Regions from separate parts of the Oryctolagus cuniculus genome. Here region 2 is linked to region 1. The links are chromatin contacts, called in public Hi-C maps. All regions are on one chromosome and are shown on one strand. Each heading gives the region's core, a stretch centred on a gene start, on an enhancer-like site or on the middle of the called end of the contact. The rest is flanking DNA. Distances are from core to core; before and after follow the strand shown.

Region 1 (7,198 bases), core at 3,393-5,892:
ACTGTGTGACCTTGGACAGCACTTATACTCTCAGAACAGAAATTTCTGCATCTGTGACCTAGGGACAAAGGCACCCTTCTTATAAACAATCATGAAGATTAAATGAGCTAATGTATGGACAACACCTAGCACAGTTGCCATATATGCTGCTATGTTCACTAAGCATTTTTCAAAGGCCTCCGGTGAGCTGGGTGCTATGCCAGGCAATAAATAGATGAAGATGAAGGGAACCCATAGTCTAGAATACCCAGAGATGATGCTGAATAGTGGGCCAAGCACAATCACACACAGAATACAGCCAAAGTCCCGGGAGGGGCATTGTGCCCAACCTGAGAGCTTCCTAAGAGATTCATGCAGATGGCATGTGGACTAAATCTTAAGGGACAAGTACAATGTAAAGGAGGTGAAACGAAGTGGGAATGAAGGAATAAGGTGAATAACAGAGGTACACTCACTGAAACAGAGGAGTGCCTTCTGCCTCTAAGCCCTAACACTCAACACCAAACTCCTTCTTTCTGGTGGCATCCTCAAGGATGGGCTTGCCTCCTTTCCTCTCCATGGACCAGGGTGCTGCTTCCCTGCCCTGGGGGGCCAGCAGCCTCTCCTCTCTCCTGGTCCCAAAGAACTTGCCTCTGCAGAGACTGCAGGAAGAGGAGGGATAACCAGCTGCCTCCTATTTCTGCCCTGTCTGCTTCTCTCTTTCCCTTAAAACCTGAAGGGAAAATTCAGCCCCACCACGGAGAGCCAAGGTCATCTGACATCTCGGGGGAAAATCATTTCACTCTGGGCTGGCCTCTCAGCTGTGGGCTGGGGCAGAGAGACAGGCATGCTACAAGGGCAGAGCGTGACCTAAACATTCGACTTCCCCACTAAGATAGCAGGAGGTGGGGGAGACTAAGGAACAGCCTTGCTCACCCCTGACCATCGGAGCTTTCTCACTCCAAAGCCATTCAATCTATGAATACTGAATCTATGGGCTGAACAATCAAAAACGTTTGTGGGAAGGCCAGAATGAGGGTGAGGCAAATGAAGCACCAAGGGTGCAAAATTTAAGGAGACACCCACTTTCACGTACTGCTCCTTCACTCACAGGGACGTGAGAGTGAGTGTCTCCTTAAATTTTGTACCTTAAACACTTGCTTGTGCTGGCCCCAGTGTGCAGCTGATGCATTCACTTTGTAGACGGTGACTCTGGTGAACTGAGAGGGCTGACAGTTTGGTTCATAAATCCTGGTGAGGCCTCAAATGTCAGTCAGGAGTGCACCGAGGCTCCCTGCACAGCTAGTCCCCCTATGTCAGGAAAGCTTCAGAATGCCCCTGTTTCAGAATGTACTGTCAGAAGAATTAAACTTGAACAGTAATGAATTATACTTGGCAGGAGTGACAATGACTAGCTGATCTGAGCCTCTTGGCCTGACACCTCGCAGCATCTTCCTCACAACAGGAGACCTGAACAGGTGGCAGTGCCCCGCCAGCCCGTGCTAGCTAATTAGGTTAGCTTTGCTTTGTCGCCATAACTCTCAGGCAGAGCAGTCCCTGCGGTCAGGTGAGCTACATCTGACCTTAAGGCTGCCTGCTGGTCCCCCTACTTCTGGAATTCTAGCTGCTCAAAAGCCTCAGTCTCAGAAGAAGCTACAGGGCATTCTGTGTCCTTGGGACCTAAACAAGAGGAGGTACTCTATTGCATGGAAAGCAGTGTTCCCGGAATCTCAATCACCACGGCGTTTGTCATAACGATCAACTTTAGTTATGCCTTCACCTTGGCTCCCAAATAATGTTCCATGATTAAGACCTATACAGCCCAGGGCAGGATAATAAATTGTGATTTATTATTTATGGTGGTATTCTTCATTTAAAAAAATTGATTTCTGGTTGAAAACTGTTCTCAATGAAGCCAAGAGCTAAACGAGCAGAAGGGCTACTCAAAACTTTGATTTCAGAAAGCCTGTAAAATCGAGCTGCAAGGATTAAATTCTAATTCTAAATCAGAGGAAAGAACTGGATATAATGCCATTCCAAAAAGTATAGACTAATAGTGCTAAACGGAATCTTAAAGAATATTTATTCTAACACCTGATTTTGCAAACGAGGAAAACAAATCTCTGAAGCATCTTGTGACTTGCTCCAAGTCATGCAGCTAAAGACAGCAGAGACCCAGCAGGAGGGCAGGAGTCCGAAGTCACTATCCACATGATGTATGAGTGATGACTCAGCAATTCCGCATTCCCATCTATTCCTGAGAGCCGCTCCTTAGCTAATTATGAATTAAGAATGTCATGGAGTGGAAAGAGTCTAGACTTTAAAGCAAGACAGACCTGGGATAGAATCCCACCACTGCCAGCTAAAAGCTTTGTGATGTCAGGCAGTTTACTCTACTGTAAGGAGCCTCAGCTCTCAGTCTGTAAAAGGAAAGTAAATGTTACTATCTATCCTGTGCTGGTGAAGATTAAATGACCTAACGTCCTGTGAAAGCAATTAGTACAGTGTCTGGCACAACATATTCAACAAAGCTTCCTTTCTCTTCACATCTCCCCAACAAAGTCAATGCCTTTAAAATGTCAGAGTGGCACAATACCCACTCAACACATCAGGCATTCCTTATAATGAGAATTAAAAGTTATTAGTAATTAAGAACTGATCATAGGCCATGTATTTTACATGCATCGCCTAATCCTTGTAGCAACCCTATAAGGTATTTATTATTACCCAAATTTACAGATTAAAAAATAAGAGTCAAGGTTAAATAGCTTGGTCAGAGTTGCACAATTAGAAAGTGACAAAGCTAAAATTTAAGCTCAGATCGGTCCAACTCTGAAACCACCAGGGCATTCTTCCTTTGTCATCAACAAGGCTGCATTCTCACCCTCCATGCTTGCCTCTTCCCCTGCCTGTCACACCCCCTAGCCTGTCCACCAGATCACAGTTGAAGTCACCTCTTCTCCAACCCTAGCCATAGGGAACAGTCCTGCCAGTGAGATTTAGCTGAGCAAACACCTAACTCATCTTGCTAAGCAATGACTTAGCTGGGCCTCATGAAGACAATGCAATGTCCATCCAGAATGAGTTCCAAGTCATAGAAGGCAGGAACTCCAGAAAACCTCAGGCCACACTAGCCATCAACGTAAGTCACATTAACAGTTTCCTATCTCCCTATGAACCTAGAGAAACAGTTGATCCAGGAGCAAGCATTTGGCGCAGTGCTTAAGATACTGCTTAGGACACCTGCATCCCATATTGAAGAGTCTGGGTTTGAGGCCCTCCTCCATTTATGCTCCAGCCTCTTCCAATGCACATTCTGAGATACCAGGTAATGACTCAAGAACTTGGATCCCTGCCACCCACATGGGAAGTCCAGAGCTCCAGGCTCCTGATTTCATCCTGGGCGGGCCCTCACTGTTGTGGACACTTGGTGGAATGAACCAGCAGGTGAAAGATATCTGTGTGTGTGTGTGTGTGTGCCTGCTTTTCAAATAATAAATAAAATCTAAAAAAATAAGAAAAGCAATCATTGCAGTCTCACAGTACTCATTCTGAGCCAGCAAAATTGTTGGGGGGGGTCACTTAAACCCAGCTTTCATTTTAGAGAAGGGGAAACTTGGATCAGAGAGTGAAAGCAAACCCCCAGCTCTCCCAGCGAGTGCTCCAACAGAATAAAGCTGGAAGCTGACGGCCTCAATACGATACAGCCGCCCTCCCTTTAGAAGTGCAGGAGCTGAGGACTCCCGAAATAGCTAAGAGAAGAAAATCGACTGTTCATTTATCACCCAAAAACAAGTAAAAGCTAAGAGAAAACCAGATGCTCGGCCAAATTCCATGGCCCAAGTAGAGATGGATGTCCTTCTACCGCAAACCCCGTGACAGGTCCCCTCAGTCAAGAATCCAGGTGTCCCAGCTCCCAGTCTGGCTCTCTCTATATGGCTGCTCCTGCTCACATGGTATGACTTAAGGTGCGTACTAATCCTGACAGCTCTGCAGAGGCCACCATCCAAGTCCCGGTGGCATCAGATGACATGGATAGACAGAAATAGCTGCAACCGAAAGGCATCCATGAGCACCCCCAGGTGCCCGCAGAGAAAACAGATTGGTCTCTGTGGCTAACGGGTGCCAGATTTGGGTGCCTTGTGGGGGATGGGCAGCACGCCGGGATGGGAGGTACACAGATAAGCCTCCTCAGGGGACCAGATCCTTCTGAAGTTGGGTGGTAGCAATGTAACCCCCAGGAAGCCCTGGCTGGAACACCTGGACCAGACCTCAACTCCATAGCCTACGGCCTCAGAGTCCACCATTACATCCTCTTCCTAATTTTTACCCTGAAACATGCAAAATGCCTGTTGCCATGATGACATAGCCTAGGTCATCATCACAGTGTTTGGTTAGCTCTTCAGTGGGTTTTTCCCTAAGGCAGCAGGAGACAGGGACAAGTCAGCAAGACCCTTTCAACCATGCCCAGTGTGGCGTGACACTTCCTGGACCCCTTGCTTTCTGAGGCTTGGATCTGGGCATGGAGAGGGAGTCCCATCGTCCCCACAGGGCCCAGCTGAATGATGGCTCCGCAAGAGGAGCCAAGTATGCTCTCAGCCAAAGTCTCACTGGCAGGAGCCGGCTTCCTTTAGTGCCAGGAGTTCCTGGGATGGAAGAATGTTGGACTGGGGGCTGGAAGAGGGCCACAGATGGCCAAGAACATCATAATCAGGAGTGAGAAGAAATCCACTTCAAACTTTTGATCCTTATCCAGCTCCATAGCAGAAGCCAGAACTGACCTGGTAGCCAGAACAGGAGGCAAAAGTCAGCAAGCCTCTGGGAGGAAAAGAGAGAAAGTGACCCCAGAACAGCACTCCCACCACATCTCAGGAGCTCTGCTTACATTTGCGTCACTCAGTCCTTAAAACAGCCCTGTAGGGAAGGCATGCTTATCCCCATTTTACAGATAAGACTAAAGGCACTCGCTCACGGCTCCACAGCTACGGGGAGCAGATCGGAATTAGCACCCACGGCCCCTGGCTCTCTTCCAGGTGCTCTTTTTGCCTGCTCCACGATTTAGCCGCGTGTCCCAGAGCTTCCTCTTCCAAGTGCTTACTTTTCCCGAAGTCTTGATTCCTTTAGCCAGGGACGCGTACACAATGACCCACGCCAGGAACAAGCAGAAGGCTAGTGGCCACCTGATCTCGCCAGGGTATTCAATGCCTGCAGAAATCTTCAGCACAAAGTACCTAAGAACGTGGAAAGAGAGGGAGGGAGAGGGGAGGAAAACAAGGAAGGAGACAGACAGACAGGTGTCACTCTGCAGGCTTCATCTCCCAGCAGAGCCAGGAGCCTTGAACAAACCATCCCCTCCCCACGCCATCAGGGACCTACTCAGATGAGGTTGCTAGCAATGTGCGATCTGCACTCTCCACAACAGCTGTCTTCAGAGACACCAGCTGGATCTACTCTGCTCTTAATGATGTGCTGGGGGCCACTCACAGCCCTGCACAGGGTTCCAGGCAAGGCTCCACCCCTGCCTGGAGCTGCCCCCTAAGAAGGGCCACAGAATCCTAAAGCGGCAGGATGATGTCTGTGTGCTTTCCAGGGTCTGAGTCTTTCGTGAGGATGCATTCTGATCGGGTCTGCCTAATTCTACACTTAGCAAATTAGTACACAGCAGAAACTGCTTCTGCTAGGAGACCTAGAATGCTGCCCTGCATTTCAGTTCCAGTTGCACTGAGTATGTCCTGGAGCAGCAGCTCACTACAAGGTGAAAATGGGGCTGGCTAGATTTTATTCAAGGAATGCATCCAAAGACAGAGACATAGCTGCAAGCAAAGGGGGCGGTGGTCACCGGCAACCCCTTCTTCTAAAGGACAAAGCCACAGCCTAACTGACCACCCCCATCTCCTCTCCCTTGCAGGCAAATAAATGGTGAGAGGCAAACAATCCCTTGAACTCAGCACCAACCTAGCTGCTTCGGATCAGCTCAGCTCCAGCCACTGTGGCCATTTGGGGAGCGAACCAGCAGATGGAAGACCTCTCTCTCTCTCTCTCTCTCTGCCTCTGTAACTCCATCTTTCAAATAAATAAAATAAATCTTTAAAGAAAAACTTATCCTGCTATAGGTTAATTGCATTTAGAATCCCACCTGTGGTTGCCTGGGCCTGCCAGACCAAATGATTTTGTAGGCCTTATATGGCCCCTGGGCCAGATGTCACCCAATCCTGGGGACAGGCTATAAGCTGGGAGGCCACTGACAGGTGCATTTTTTTGGCACCAGTGTTTTATTTGAATTATTTTGCTGACATTTACAATGGGAGAGATCACATTTAAAACTCCTGTCATTATGTTCAACACCCCTTGTGGGATGGAAGCTCTCCACACTGCCCCCTATTCCCGCAAGGCAGTCACCAGCCAGAGCCGAGCATCGCCAGCCTCCCTTACACACAGCAGGAAGCTCTTGAGTTTGCCACAGTCCCCACCATTCTCTATCGCATCACTGGTTTAGACTCACCCCACTGAAGGCCCTAAGTGAACCTGAGTCTACAGCCCCTGACTTAAAGCCAGGCTAGAGCTGTTCTTCACACACCCTCCCTTGAACTCTGTGTGCACTGACCTTTCTTCAGAAATAACTTCATGAACATCACTAAATCTTCCTATAGGAACTGAGGATGCCCCATTATCCTTATACTTCCATCTTGAAGGTACAGACACATAAACATGGAAAGTACAAAACTAAAGTGAAGCTGTAAAATGAAAATAGTTCTAAACTAAAACGTTAACCACGGTTTTTTTTTTTTCTTTTCTCTATTTATTTGAGAAGCAGAGAGATAGAAGCAGACAGACAGTCTCTGAAAGTCAAATAAAGATGGGAAAAAGGATTTGGTGAACTGAAGGCCTGCTTGGATCCCACTAGGCCAAGGCTTTGAAACATTTTTCTTCGCCATCATGTCCTACGCTGGTCCTGATTCTGTTCCACTGGCCATCATTCAGCCAACCCTCCTCTCCAGGCCCACAGGCTCCTGGAGGAAATTTCAGAGAACAAGCCTCCTCCATGATCACTCAAGCAGGAGGAGGATGGGGAGGGAGGGGTGGGAGGTACCCCCCTCCAGGCACCCACCCAGACCTCCGCTCTGCCCACGGGGTGTTGGTGAATTCCCTGAGTTTCCCTTAGAATGCTCAAGCCCTCTTACTTGAAATATTCTTCACTGCCACTGACGAAAGTCTTGTT
Region 2 (7,083 bases), core at 1,533-4,032, 500 kb after region 1:
AGAGAGGGAGAGCCTGGGCCACAGTGGGGGCCAAGATTGCATCTCTCAGAGCTTTGTAAGGTTGTGGGCTACGTAGGGTCTAAAGATCCCTACTCCAGGATCTTGCCTCTGACTCTCAGAAGCATTCTAAGTATAGGCAGAAATACAACATGAAAGTGGTAAGGTTTATTTAAAAGGTGAGGAAATCACACACATACACTATACACACACACACACAGGCATTGCTCAGGAACAGAGTGGGCTAGGAAGGGACAGATTGAGGGGAGAGCGAGATGCTTCAGTACCCTTCTTCCTTGGAGTCCAAAGTAAGAGAGAACCCCTCTCAGCTTGAAACTTCTCTCAGTTGAAAAGTGGAGTGGTTACATGGTACCGCCCCAGGTCCCAGCTGAGGGGAGGTATATCCTGGGGAAGGAGTCCTTTGCCTGACGGGTGAGTGGATAGGATTGCCTATGCCAAGAGAAGTATGGCTTCCAGCTCCTGGCCCTAAGACAGCTACCTGTCTTACCCCATATCAGTAAGATCACAAAGGACTTAAATTTCATTCTGAGTAGAATAGGAGAGTATTGAAGGGTTTCAAGCATGGGTTGACGGGACTTGATGTGTGTTTTTGAAGACTTACCCTGAACACTATGTGAAGGTTGAATTGAAGAATGAAGAATCAGTCGTCTCGGCAGGTAAGAGTGGAAGCAGAACGCACAGATGGCACCAGATAGAAACCGTGGCAGCTTGGATTAGGGGTGTGATGGCAAAAGTGAAGAGAGGTTGAGACTCTCCAAGTAGAAGAACAGAGACTGCCAGAATGAATTAAACACGGGAGATGGTCGAGATGGAGGAACATGTTGTTCAGTATAAAAAGCCACCTGCAGACTTCTACATGCATGTATTGATGGAAAGGAAAAGCACACTTGTGAACAAAGATCCTATAGGCTACATAGTCTAAGGTAGTGAGGCAAATTCTAGGTGCAGGTGAGGGAAAGTTGCAGGCAGCAAGAGTGTTACAATGTATGCACATTTCTCTCCTGTGTAGGAGGACAAGGTTGGGATGGCTCCAAGATCACCAGTGTCTCAGGCAGTCTCAATCTTCCTCCGCTTTCCTCAATGCACAGCTTTCTCCCACTCTGTGGTTCCAGTCGGCTGCTCTGGCATTACAAATGAACAAGTGCCAGTGTAGTTAGATATCTAGCGGGTTCTGATGAGCACTGGCTATGTACACTGGTGTGTGTGTGTGTGTGTGTGTGTGTGTGTGTGTGTTTGAGGACCACAGATAAAGGTCTGGGGTACTCCCATCCGCTACACCCCGTGCCATGGCTGACAGTCTGTGTACTGAGACAAGGCAGCCACACAGACGAGTCATCAGACAGGAAGACAGGACAAGGCTACAGCAGCACAGAATTTGGAGCTTAAGGAAAAGATGTGGGCTGGAGTGACCTGGGTGGGGAAGCTCTCTGAGACACAGACCTGAGGACAGACTCCAGGAAAAGCACTGAAGGGAAGCAAGGAGCAAGAAGGTACTTGAGGGACATGGAGAGAAAGAAAAAGTGGATCTTGGTAAAGACAGTTGGAGGAGGAGCCAGCCTTGGGATCTAGCAGGTGCAGCGGCTGCCTACGTTGCTGGCATCCCATATGGGCACTGGTTAAGCCCTGGCTTCTCCACTTCCAATCCAGCTCCCCGCTAATGGTTTCAGAAAGCAATGGAGGATGGCCCCACTGTTTGGGTCTCTGCCATCCACATGGGAGACCTGGATGAAACTCCCGGCCCCCGGCTTTGGTCTGGCCCAGCCCCGGCCGTTGTGGCCATCTGAGGAGTGAACTAGTATATGGAGATCCCTTTCTCTCCCTCTTTCTCTGCAACTCTGACTTTCAAATAAGTAAATAAATCTTTAAAAAAGCAGAGGCAAGATGGGCTCAAGGCTGTAGACTCCAGTCTGGAGGTGAGGGCTGAGATCTCTGGCTCAGGGCCAAGTTACAGGGAGACACAGTAACATCATTTAGGTAAAGCATCGTGTGTGCATACGGGGTATTAGTCTACAAGTAGTATGTTTACTTCCTAAGTTATTCCTCATAACTTCCCTATGAGATGGGCTCTAGCTAACATATTCACATCACACTTACACATGTGAGGGTTAGAGGAGATGACACATGTGCCTGGCTAACCCAGGCTGAGTATGACCAGTACCATGTGTGATGCGCTCCTGTGAGGGAGACATCAGGCTGCACCACTTAGGGTTTCCCCAAATATACAGAATGTCCGCTTCCACACCGAAGGACAAGGAGCCAGCTTGAAGAGGCTCCCACTGGCTAAATCTGAAATGATTGTGCATCAGGAGTAATGGGGGACAGGTTTGTGGCGTAGTGGGTTAAGCCTCTGCCTGTGATGCCTGGCACCCATAAGGGTGCTGTTTCAAGTCCCAGATCTCCACTTTTGCTTCAGCTCCCAGCTAATGCTCCTGGAAGGCAGCCAAAGATGGCCGCTAACACCCACGTGAGAAACCCGGAAGAAGTTCCTGGCTCTTGGCTTCAGTCTAGCCCAGCCCTGACCGTTGTGGTCATGTGGGGAATGAACCAGCAGGAGGAAAATCATGTTTTTCCCTCCTCTATAACTCTGCCTTTCAAATCAAATCAATCTTTTTTTAAAAGGCGTCATGGTGATGATGAATCATACACACACACACACACACACACACACACGGATCATACAGACAATCTCCACCTTTATGCACAGTGCAAGAGAATTTCTGTTCCCTCAGACAGTGTATTTGCTCTCACCTAATTATCCACAAAGTGGTATCAGAATTGCTACGTCAGTATCAGCACCACCCATTAGTCAGCTTCTCATTACTGCAGCTAACTCCCTGCGGCCAGCTGCTTATGAAGGAGAAGCTTGTTAAGCTCCCAGCTTTGGGGGTGTGAAGTTCAATCGGCCGGTGCTGTGGCTCACTAGGCTAATCCTCCGCCTAGCGGCGCCGGCACACCGGGTTCTAGTCCCGGTTGGGGCGCCGGGTTCTGTCCCGGTTGCCCCTCTTCCAGGCCAGCTCTCTGCTGTGGCCAGGGAGTGCAGTGGAGGATGGCCCAGGTGCTTGGGCCTTGCACCCCATGGGAGACCAGGAAAAGCACCTGGCTCCTGGCTCCTGCCATCGGATCAGCGCGGTGCGCCAGCCGCAGCGCGCTGGCCGCGGCGGCCATTGGAGGGTGAACCAACAGCAAAAGAAGACCTTTCTCTCTGTCTCTCTCTCTCACTGTCCACTCTGCCTGTCAAAAAAAAAAAAAAAAAGTTCAATCCCAAGTGCAAGCTCTGACTCCATAGAGAGCAGAATGCACGCAGAGGGAGGATCCTCCAGTCAGCCAGGAAACAGGGAGTGAGTGGGCCCCGACTCAGGCCCTTACAACAACCCATTTGCGAGAACTCAGGTGGTCCCTTGGCAACTTCTTTCCCAAGGCATGCCTCCCTTGACCTCTCACCAAGTCCCTCTTCCTGAAGGTTCTGCCAACAGTGCCACCCTGGGGACCATGCCTTTGACACCTGGCCCCTTGGGGGGGGGCACCTAACCCGATACACAATCATCAACACACCCACAAAGCAAAGTGCATGATACATGCAATAAATACATAAGATTGGATTATCGAGTTGCTATAGCAAGGTGTTTCCCTTGGTGTTACTTCTAAGCCATCTTTCATTCATGCTGATAGGACTCTATGTCAAGAACACCCTCCAGAGTTTACCTCTGAGCTGCCTGGAACCCGGCTTCCTCCCAGCTCGCCTCATCGACACTCCCTTTTCTGCCAGAGGCCAAGTCCTTTCAATGACTCAGCATCCTTCCATTTTTCTCTTTATTCTCTGTCCTTATTGCATTTATGATAGGATCCAGGTTCTGCTTGAGGCACCAGCACTGTACGGTGGAATTAGCCAGGCCTCCTGCTCACAGTCTGCGTGGATGAGACACGGGGACCCAGGCCACAGCAGAAGGGGATGGGGGAGCTCGGGATTGCTGAGAAATTCGGAGGATCTCCCCAGCCCTGGTGGGAATAAGGGGACACTACCTAGCGGGGTCTCATGCTACAGGATGAAGAAATGCTTGCCTGAGGTTTTCCTCTGTGGAGCGAGGGCAGTACTGTCGCAGGCTCACTGTGAGGGTTGGAGGAGGGGGCGCATGTGAGCTGGCTAACCCAGGCTGAGTATTACCAGTACTGGGTGCGATGCGCTCCTGTAAGGGAGACCTCGGGCTGCACACTTGGGGTTTCCCCAAATACATAGAATTTCCGCATCCATGGATGCTCAATTTTGCCTCTGTAGCAACACTTCTTTCCTTCTGGTGACAACTCTTCAATTTCCCTTTGCAATCAGCCAGCTTTCCCCTCGCATGGTCTCTGCGACCTGGGTGTGGCTGATTACCTACCACCCCACCCCGGCACCTAGCTCAATGAATGGGCACAAGACTCAGGTGTGTAAATCAAAACCGGGGTCCCCCACATATCCTGCAGGACCTGGTGAGGATGAAAATTAGAGACTCCTGCTGCAAAGAAATGATCATGAATTTCCACTGGAGAAGCAGAGCATGAAACAGGCTGCCCCTCACCCCAGACCCAAAACCTCGGCATCTCTCAGACTGGAGGAGAAGGCAGGCTGCCAACTGGGCGGCTTTGTGAGCAGAGCCAAGAAACCCAGAGGCAGCCACTGTAGCCAAAGACATCAGCCGAGCTGCTCCACCATCGTGGCACAAGGGCAGGCCCAGGGCTGTCATCAGGACACAGAGCAGACCCATTGAGGCAGCTGAGGGCATTCTCACGGGGCACGGCCTTTGACACCTTAGCATCCCAAGGCCAGAGATGGCAATGAAGCCCTAAATGTCATGTGGCAAACCCAGGCATCCCAGCGACGGCCCCACCACAATAACGGCACTGGTTTGCATCAGGCAAGTGGCCAGAAATAAGTTCCGATCGGGCACTGTTTGGGTACCTTTTTATAAACGGGATAACCGATGATCACAACTACTGCCTATCGGGAGCTGACACCGTGCCACGTGCTGTTCCCAGGGCCTCACGCATCTTCATGCATCCAGCCCTCGTGGTGCCTCTGTGAGACAGGCCCAATTATTGTCATCTTCATTTTAAAGACAGGGAGGCTGAGGGGCTGAAGTGTTCAATGCCACGGATCTAAGTGAGTGGTAGAGCTGGGGGTTAAACCCCAGGCAGGCTGGCTCTGGGGCGCAGGGCCTCAGCCAGCCCCCCAGACTGCTGCAACCCCCTGGTTGTGTGCTCTGTGGGGGCCACAGGAGACGGACAGAAGTTGCCTCTGGGATCCCACGCACCATGCGATCAGCGGATGGGTGGTGTCTTCCTTCTGTGGTGGAGCTGCCAGGCACGTGCCCGATGGCGAGACAGGCACTCAGCGCAGCTGACCCTGTGTCTCGTCTCCCCAACTGCAAGTCCGGAGGGGCAGTGGGCTCCCGCTTGGCACACGTCAGAGGCTCAGCACTACCAGCAAGGACCCCCATGGGAGCTGCTTCTCTCCACAGGATGACAACATGAGGTCCAGGGTCACTTTCAGATGTGACAATGTTCAGAGGCAGACGTCGGGACCTCTGTTAAGAGAGAAGAAACTTTCTAGAAGTGTCCCCAGAGACTCTCCCTTGAGTCACCCCAGAGGCCCGCTCACCACTCAACCCCTAGGAAACGGACTGTGTGGCTCAGGGAACCATCAGCGCCACCCTGGGTCTGGGGGCAGGGCTGTCCTTCTTGAGTCGCTTGACCCGTGGGGGAGGGACAGATACCTGCACGATCCTGCGGCTCAGTTAGGAAGGAAGAGCGGACAGGGGATGTGGACTAGGACGTCCACAGCACCGACTGCAGGAGATATGTTCATGCCCATTTCCTAGATGAGTGAGTTGAGGCTCAGAGAGAGGAAGGCTGCTTGGCCAGGGTCACAGAGTGCAAACAGCAGAGTCCTGACTTCACTGTGCAGCCTGTGCACCTACCTGCTTCCCCAGCTGCCTGGGAAAGCAAGCTGGGTTCCAGATTTTTTTTTAACCTTAATTTCTATTTCTTTATGCTCATTTTATCTGAGAGACAGATGAAGAGGCCCGCCATCCACTGGTTCACTCCCGAAATGACCTCAAAAGTCGGTGCTGGGGCAGACTGAAGCCAGGAGCCTGGAACTCCATTCAGGTCTTCCCATGTGGGTGGCAGGAGCCCAGATACTTCAGGCATCACCACTGTCTCCCAGGATGCCTATGACCAGGAAGCTGGGTCAGAAGTGTGGAGTAACCAGGACTTGAACCAGGCACTCTGATATGCGATGTGGACATCTCAAAAGGAGATCTAACTGCTGTACCCAACACCTGTCCCAGGAAGCTAACTTCTTGATCTGGCTGCGCCATGGGCTCAGGGGGCTCTGGGACAATTCCCTCCCCTGCTCAGAGCCTCACTTGCAGGGCCAAGGAGTTAGCAGAGAGGTCATGAAGTGCGCACTCAGGTGGCAGCTACTGGTGGAGGTGTGGTGCATGTAGGAGCAAGGCTCCAGGCTTTGGAGTCTCCCAGGCCCTGGGTTCCAATCCTCTGTCCCTGGAGTGAGTCCTTGCCCCAGGCCATCTGCCTGTTACTCTGTAGAAGAGGACAGTATCAGCCTCACATGTGTGTTACGCCGTCATGGGAACCCAAGAAAGCAAATCACTTGGTCTCAGAAGACACCTGATACTTGAATACTCGAACTCCTTTTCCTACTCCCTTTATAGGGAATGCAGCTGCATCCTTAAAGCAAGGGGTAGAGGGGAAAATACCGTGCCTTCTCGCACGAGGAGCATGTCTTAGTTTGTTTTTAATCCAGTCTACTGGGGAGAGGGGGGGAGACAGAGAGAGAGAGAGACAGAGACAGAGAGAGAGAGGAATGTACTGTCTCACGGTTGCTGCCTGATGAAGGATTGGCATTGCTTGGCCTTTGCTGCCCCCTGGTGGCCAATGGGAAGTAGAAAGGGCCGCCCCGATTGCAGCCTGGGATTCCTGGGCTCTTCAGCATTGATTCAGCAATGAGAAGGGAAGGCTAAGCATGATTTTCATTTTTTAAAAAATTTGTGGGCCAGCGCTGTGGTA

What was found. A called contact is a pair of places that touch in the nucleus more often than the background predicts.
Region 2: a contact with region 1 is called in a Hi-C map of an unstated tissue, with 3 times the contacts expected there. The contact joins two enhancer-like sites. A contact is called at or near these places in 3 of 6 Hi-C or Micro-C datasets (ear pinna, psoas muscle and an unstated tissue).

Annotation. Positions count from the first base shown.
Region 1 is chr1:45,796,864-45,804,061 of mOryCun1.1, forward strand. It overlaps SLC6A5 (solute carrier family 6 member 5), which reads right to left. Exons shown (of 15, transcript XM_051825012.2): 5 at 7,161-7,198; 6 at 5,078-5,210. Among named protein-coding and RNA genes, the nearest start is that of SLC6A5, 50 kb to the right of the region's middle. Within about 2 kb of position 4,643, at least 1 of the 8 cell types and tissues checked has an H3K27ac peak or open chromatin away from gene starts, as enhancers often do.
Region 2 is chr1:46,302,614-46,309,696 of mOryCun1.1, forward strand. No RefSeq gene overlaps it. Among named protein-coding and RNA genes, the nearest start is that of DBX1, 23 kb to the left of the region's middle. Within about 2 kb of position 2,783, at least 1 of the 8 cell types and tissues checked has an H3K27ac peak or open chromatin away from gene starts, as enhancers often do.